Linked DNA regions of Mus musculus: region 1 is linked to region 2. Evidence: chromatin contacts called from public HiChIP or PLAC-seq data. All regions are on one chromosome and are shown on one strand. Each heading gives the region's core, a stretch centred on a gene start, on an enhancer-like site or on the middle of the called end of the contact. The rest is flanking DNA. Distances are from core to core; before and after follow the strand shown. Region 1 has its middle 11 kb from the start of Prl. Region 2 has its middle 95 kb from the start of 1700092E19Rik.

Region 1 (3,607 bases), core at 409-2,908, 830 kb after region 2:
AAGATCTTCAAAGATGGGCTAATGTCACAGTGTCATCAGGTGGCATCATGGTCAAATGACACTATTATCAGGTGTGTCCCATAGAATGTCTTCAAACATTGGAGGGCCTGCTCTTGCGGTGGATAGTAGGGTCTAGCCTTTTTTCTTTCTTGCTTCCAGATACTCATTGAGGGATGTTCTCTGTCAAGAAATCCAACTGAGCCATTCTGCTAGTTCTGCCATAGGCCCAAACAATAGGAGGGGTAGAGAAGGAACACTTTGGAACTATGAGCTGCTCACAACCTTTCCTGATGCTCAGTGGATTCTATTCATAGCTATCTTAATGATAAAAGCTGGTAAGAGAAAAAATATACAGAAGAAAATGTGATGACACTTTTTGAAAATGCCTGAAAATTATAAAAGGTAAAGAACACCCAACAAATCTCTCTGGTGATAACTGGGAATGAAAATCTGTTTATATTGAATCATATGAGTAATTGCATTATTAGAAAACTCCATTTATGAAGAGAGAAGTTTTCAAGATAGTGGTCTTGTATGCTTCAAAATATATTTTTATCATACCAGTTAATTGCTTTAAAATATGTTATCTATATCATCTTCAGTATGTATTTATTATACAAAACAATGAAATTCATTTTGGCACACTTGTATATCATGTACTTTGATCATCCCCTATCCTTTCTCCTTCTTAAATAATCAAGTAGGCTTTACTTTGTATTCAATGTCTCATTAATGAAGAGTCTTTCTAGAAGCAAAATGTGAAAACAAATTCACAAACTCATTGCTGCTTCCATATAAATAATCTACAAACTTCATTATTGCAACGGATACTTTATAAGTGTTGCTAGAGCTTACCAGAAACTCAAGCTTGCATGCATTCTCTTCTTCTCTGCCTGAAATCAATGCCCTTTTCAGAAAGAAATGCCCATTTCTCGTCTACCTCATTGACTTCTAAGACATGAGTACAAAATGGCAGCAGGAGGAACATTCAAATGCCAAGTCACCCTTAATGCTGTTAATAATACTGCCTCTCTCACATAGTAGACAGGTAACCTTTTATCTTCTTTTTAATCTGCAGAAGAATCCGTGACTTTCATTTTACTAATCATATAGAAGTGACAAGTAGAAGAGGTAAATGAAGATTTTATGACATATGTGAGACTCATATTAGTAAAGGAACTCCCAGAGACCAAAATGTGAGATAAATCCAACACCAATTTAAATAAAAAATTAAGAGCTTTCATCTCTTATCCAAACACCATATTAAAAATTGTCCAACAAATGAATTGCTTTTATAGCATGATTTAGAATTTCACTCAGATTCCCTTTGACAGGGGCGATATTTTCTTGCAGACTCTACTCTCTCCTTTCATGTTACAAACCCAATTACTTTGACATTCTTTTCTTGAGGTAATAATGTGGTTTTCAGTATAATTTCAAGGCCACATCTTCATCTCCTCATAGAATTTCCCATCAGACACATACAATGCTGGGGAGACTAAAGATAGAAGGCAAGAAGTTCAGTGAATTGTGGCTCCTGTGCCAGTATTGTCAGTAAGAGAGTAAATTTGCCTTATTTCCCATCTGTAAAATGTGGCAACTGATCATGTTTACTTTACTGTTTTTCTGACTCATTTAACATCACACTCTAAACCAAGTAGTTTAGCTCAGAAGTTGCTCTTGGGAATGATTAATCTTTGTGGTGAACACAGACTCTGAAACTGTATTGTTTACAGGAAGTGAAAAAGTAAGAAAATCAACTATGAACATCTTGGTCAAGCTAATGAAGAAGATATGAATAGAATTTCATGGAGGTTTGAGGACAAAATCATGCTCATGTGTCACCAGAGTGAGTGTGATGCATATAGCAGGAGAAAGAAGAGAAAACCAAGTCAGCTGAGATGTTAGCTGGGTGATAATATTAGAAGCTGTGAACTTAAGAGCGAAAATGAACTATCTTCAGTAATTCATAATATTTTGCTTAAATATCATTGATATATATATGCACACACACACACACACACACACACACACACACATATATATATATATATATATATATATATATATATATATATATATATATATATAATCAGATGATAGAAACTCAGATCCCTTGTGAGAGGAAGACACAGATTTGAGGATATGTTCACAGATATGATGGTTGTGACACTGAATAGCTGACCAAGAGCAAGAGTATAGGCCTGAGCAAAAAGTTAACAAGCATGATGATCCAGGATATTGATTCTACTCTTTTTCACCTTCCCTCCCTCCCTCCCTCCCTCCCTCCCTCCCTCCCTCCCTCCCTCCCTCCCTCCCTCCCTCCTTCCCTTTCTCCGTGTGTGTGTGTGTGTGTGTGTGTGTGTGTGTGTGTGTGTGTGTGTGTTTACGGGTGCAAGCAAGCAACAGTGCATGTCTAAAGGTCAGAAGGAAACATATAGGTCTTTATTCTTTCCTTTATCATGTAGGTCCTGGGGACTGTTTTAGGTCATGAGGCTTTGTGACAAATGCCTTCTCCAGAACTGTTTATATGACAGCAATTGATTGAATTTATGGCTGACCACTAAGTGAAATAATACACACTTGATTATGATGTCTCTCTTTATATAATAGAAAACTCTTACACGTTTTTAATGCTATTTATTATAGTTGTTTGAAATACATATCTAATTGTTACCTCCAACTCTTGCTTCGTGGATAAATTCTTCTGGTATTTTAAAAATCTATGCTATTTGCTTTATATTTCATTAAGGAACACAAAAGCAGTACAGACTGTCTTAAATTCACTGCTTTTTCCTTGTAATATCACAAAATACTGTGACTTAACTCTTTTACGTCTTAATAAATATATGATTAGCAATTTTAAATGTAGTTTTTCATTTGTCTATTTTTATACATTAATATTTCCTTTTCCCTTTAGTTTGTATTTATAATGGATGGTTTTGTGTGTCAACTTGAGACAAGCTGGAGTTATCACAGAGAAAAGAATCTCCCTTGAAGAAATGCCTCCATGAGATCCAGCTGTAAGACACTGTCTCAATTAGTGATCAAGGGTGGAAGGATCCAATGTGGGTGGTGGCATCCCTGGGCTAGTAGTCCTGGGTTCTATAAGAAAGCAAGCTGAGCAAGCAAGGAGAAGCCATCTAGTAAGCAAAATACCTTTTTCCTCTGTATCAGCTCCTTTCTCCAAGTTCCTACCCTGTGTGAGTTCCAGTTCTGACTTCTTTGGTGATGAACAGCAGTGAGGAAGTGTAAGCTGAATAAATCCTCCCCTACCCCCAACTTGCTTCTTGGATATGATGTTTTATGCAGGGATAGAAACCCTAACTAAGACAATATCTTATCAAAATTTTATTTTAATGTTTTCATACATTTTGTTTATATTACTCCCCTCTCCCAATTCTTCCTATATTCTCCCCACCTTCTTACCTGACCAGCTTCATTTTATTTCTCTTTTTCAAAAAAAAAAAAAAGATAGAACAACAGAACCAAGACTAAAAGCAAAACAATATTTTAAAAATATCAATAAGACAAAAATATACCAAAACAAAACAAAACCTCAAAAAAGACAGACACGGGACATTTGTGCTGGTCTTGTCTGTGTTTT
Region 2 (3,540 bases), core at 560-3,059:
CCACATACAAAACCTACCACATGAAAAATGATTTGACAATATCTATCATTGTCGTCATATAGGTCTTCAAGGATAAAATACAATGACCCTGGGAGAACAGACAAAGTTCTCATGTTCCTCTTTTATACCATTTTAGAGATCTTTATTCCAAAGTACATGTAGATTTTTGTCTCTCAATCTTCTTGCCTATCATGTGATATGTGATATGGTGAACACAGTTTTCAATATAGTCTGAAGAATATTATACTTGTGCCTACATTTTACTGATTGTGAATTTCTTGGGGTTCTCTCTTTATTTTATAGAGAATGACATGTGAGACACTTAAGTACTGAGTTTTATTTGTCTTGCATCAAATCTGAACTCTTCCAAGTAAAATTCCATAGCTTTGAGCTTTTGGGCTGCTAATTTGGGGCACTTAGCAATTAACAAACATTGTAAGCTAATTCCATCAATGTCTTACAGAAATCTTCTTAACACTATCCTGCTTTTCCTTCAGTAATTTTGATGTCCTCAGTTCCCAAGTTTTCCCTATCCTCTTTGCTCCTGGTCAGCTAATATTCTTCATGTTGATATTCAGTATAACTATTCTAGCCTTCAAAGTTGCATCCTGCTTTCATGTCCCCAATAGCCTTTCCATCCTGTGATACCTACTTCTTTCTCAACACATTCCTGGGCCGGCTCAGGGGAGGCAGAAGAGTCCTTCTCTGTTATAGTCCTACCAGATGACTACAATATGTGCTTTCTAGAAACATTAGGAAGACTAGCTTGTGTAGGCTGATAATGGTACCTGCTTTTTTCAAAAAAGCCTTCTATTTAAATATTCATCTCCTCTGGAGAAAGATTTACTTTCCAGAGAGTATTTTCCCTCCATTGTATTTGTAGAGCCACTTCTTTGCTTTGAACTGGCCTGCATGCCCCAAAATCATTTTCATTTTAGCTTCCCCATTTGTTCTTCATAAATAAATATGTTTTAGTTTAAACCAAGTGGACAGAAATAGTATAACTGGGATGATATCCTCTATAATTCTATTTCTCAGTAGTCAGGCAAGCTTGAATGACTCACTTTACAGTACACTCAGTGGAAATCATGTGAGCTTTATAAGCTGTTTAAATGGCTATTACTTCTTAGCATTGCTGAGGCAATCCATGCCTTATCTATCTCTAGCTGGTGTTTAAGTTGTGGAGATTTAGTAGAGGGAGATATTGGATTCCATTACAAAACTTTAAAGTCATCTAATGTCAGCAGGTCTGGAAGCAATAAACAGCTTTAAAAATAGAATTACTGATATCATAAATTTCTTCTTTTCCTCCTATAATTTACAAAATATTTATTTTAATACATACTTTGTGAGAATAAACTTTGAAAGTAAGACTTTGTCCTTTCTTTAATCTGTAGAAGGACTAATCAGATGTAAAAATAATTTTAAGAGCAATTTTCTGGCTCTAGGATGGAAGCAGAATGATTTCTGGGATGTTTCAACTCATGAACTTTTTATTCATAATTTTATGAACCCTAATAGGGGAATTTTTCTTGACTCAGATATGGTTAAGGAAAAAAAGAAAAATGAGATTTGATTCAATTAACAAATATTACAAACAGGAGAATATTATTTAATATATTTGTGATACATATACAAACACCCCATATTTAATATATTTATGTTTCTTTGTGGCTTATGTAATTCCATTGCATATGCTTTAAGATTGTTGCTTTTTTTCTTTTTGTCTGGAATTAAGACATGGTCTTGGCCATTAACAAAACTAGAGAATAGGAGAGACGAGTAAGACATGTGGTATTTACAATGTCAGCTTGTGGTTTGTGGTTTATGACCATGCTGATGACTCCTTCGTGCTGCTGATGCCATCCATGCCTTTTACTACCAAAGGAGGAGGAAGAACAGTCTTTTCTGTAAAGACCTGCAAACTACAGCTGTATATTCTTCAAATTTTCCATACTCATCTTTCCTTGCCCCATCTCTCCTCCATCTCATTGTCCGTCCCCATTCCTATCTTCTTCCCAAATGACTTTCCTCCCTCCTTCTCTCTCCTTTCTTTATTTTCCATTCCCTCTTCCTTTACAATTCATCATGAGTCCTATTATCCAGTTCCATTTGTTGTAAAAAAAAGGGGGGGAATAGAATCACAAAGTTAAACAAGAAAGCAATGAAATCACAGGCTTGCTTTTCAGAAAAACCTCTCTGTTCAGTTTTAGTGAAAATATGTCCATTGCAATTTGAATGTGGTTGTTTCTATTGTAACCCTTGATATTGACTCTTCAATATTTTTATGTAGTAAATGCTAATTACTAATTATATTTTGGGAAATTGTCTTATCCGTATTACAGAAAATGAAGCTGATTAGGGTGAATGCTAATAAAATCTTGCAAGGGGACTAGCTTATGAAACTTTCTGGGTAAATGTGAATGGAAGTGGGTGGTGTGATGGAAGGCCATAGGAAAGCAAATGAGAGAAATAAATGGAAGAATATTAAAATTTAAAAATAATAGAGGAGGGCCAGATGCAAGAGACAAACAACAAAACATGGACTCTAGAAGAGATGTGATATTTCATAATGTGTTCCTCAAGCAGGTGAGGTGAAGTCGCGTAATAGACAAATTATAATGCCATGGCAGGCTGTTGAAAAAAAATTATTTTAATTTCTTTAAAGAAAGAACAGAAAATAGAGTCATTTACTAATAGGCAGTTTTCACAAAGGCCTGAGGAGAAAGTCATTATGAGGTTTGAGAGGAAGTCAAGAGAACGTGAAAAGGGCAAATGCCTTTGAGGTTACTATACTGTTTGGGGCAGTTTAGAAAAAAGAAATCAAGGGAATTTTCATGAACGTCATTGTATTTCCCCACCCAATTCTTACCCTGATTCTCTTTGCACAAATGTGACTGTATTGAGAATGGAGGTGAGATAAATGACATCACACATTGGGAACTCAATTCAGAAAGTATGGTGTCTTTTAAGAAGAGTAAACGGCATCAGATTGATCCAGGAGTGAGTTTATGGTAGGAAGTAGGGGAAAGACTTGTGAAAAAAAAAATATATATGGTTCATTTGTTCTACAGCAAGAATGAACTGCAGGATTTAAAAGAATGTTAGGGTTCAAACTGTAAGACTAGGAACACTGGGGCCAAGAAACAAAGAAGTTTGCATCTAGCTAGGTACATGATGCAGACAGAACGTAGACATTGAATGAACTTTCCTATGATGATGCAAAGAAACATTTGTTTACCCCAGACATGATAGCTGATGGCAGACCAAAGAAATGAGATTATTAGCATTGCTTAAAAAGCAAACCCAGGCTGGGCATGGTGGCACATGCCTTTAATCCCAGCACTTGGGAGGCAGAGGCAGGTGGATTTCTGAGTTCAAGGCCAGCCTGGTCTACAAAGTGAATTCCAGGACATCCAGAGCAATAGAGAGAAACCCTGTCTCGAAAAACCCAAAAACCAAGGGGAAAAAAAAAAGCAAACCCACTCCTAGACTTCCATCCTTCAGAACTTTAATAAGATAATTATTTTATAGTCCACT

What was found. HiChIP or PLAC-seq counts read pairs in DNA pulled down with a chosen protein or histone mark.
Region 1: a contact with region 2 is called in a FOXA1 HiChIP or PLAC-seq map of pancreatic cancer cells. The contact joins two enhancer-like sites. A contact is called at or near these places in 1 of 39 promoter capture datasets (hippocampal neurons), 1 of 115 datasets of contacts at active chromatin or transcription factors (pancreatic cancer cells) and 2 of 9 other capture datasets (adipose tissue and liver).

The regions. Positions count from the first base shown.
Region 1 is chr13:27,044,698-27,048,304 of GRCm38.p6, forward strand. No RefSeq gene overlaps it. Among named protein-coding and RNA genes, the nearest start is that of Prl, 11 kb to the right of the region's middle. Within about 2 kb of position 1,659, at least 13 of the 459 cell types and tissues checked have an H3K27ac peak or open chromatin away from gene starts, as enhancers often do. A contact at or near this core is called in pancreatic cancer cells, where this site is marked.
Region 2 is chr13:26,215,677-26,219,216 of GRCm38.p6, forward strand. No RefSeq gene overlaps it. Among named protein-coding and RNA genes, the nearest start is that of 1700092E19Rik, 95 kb to the right of the region's middle. Within about 2 kb of position 1,810, at least 26 of the 459 cell types and tissues checked have an H3K27ac peak or open chromatin away from gene starts, as enhancers often do. A contact at or near this core is called in pancreatic cancer cells, where this site is marked.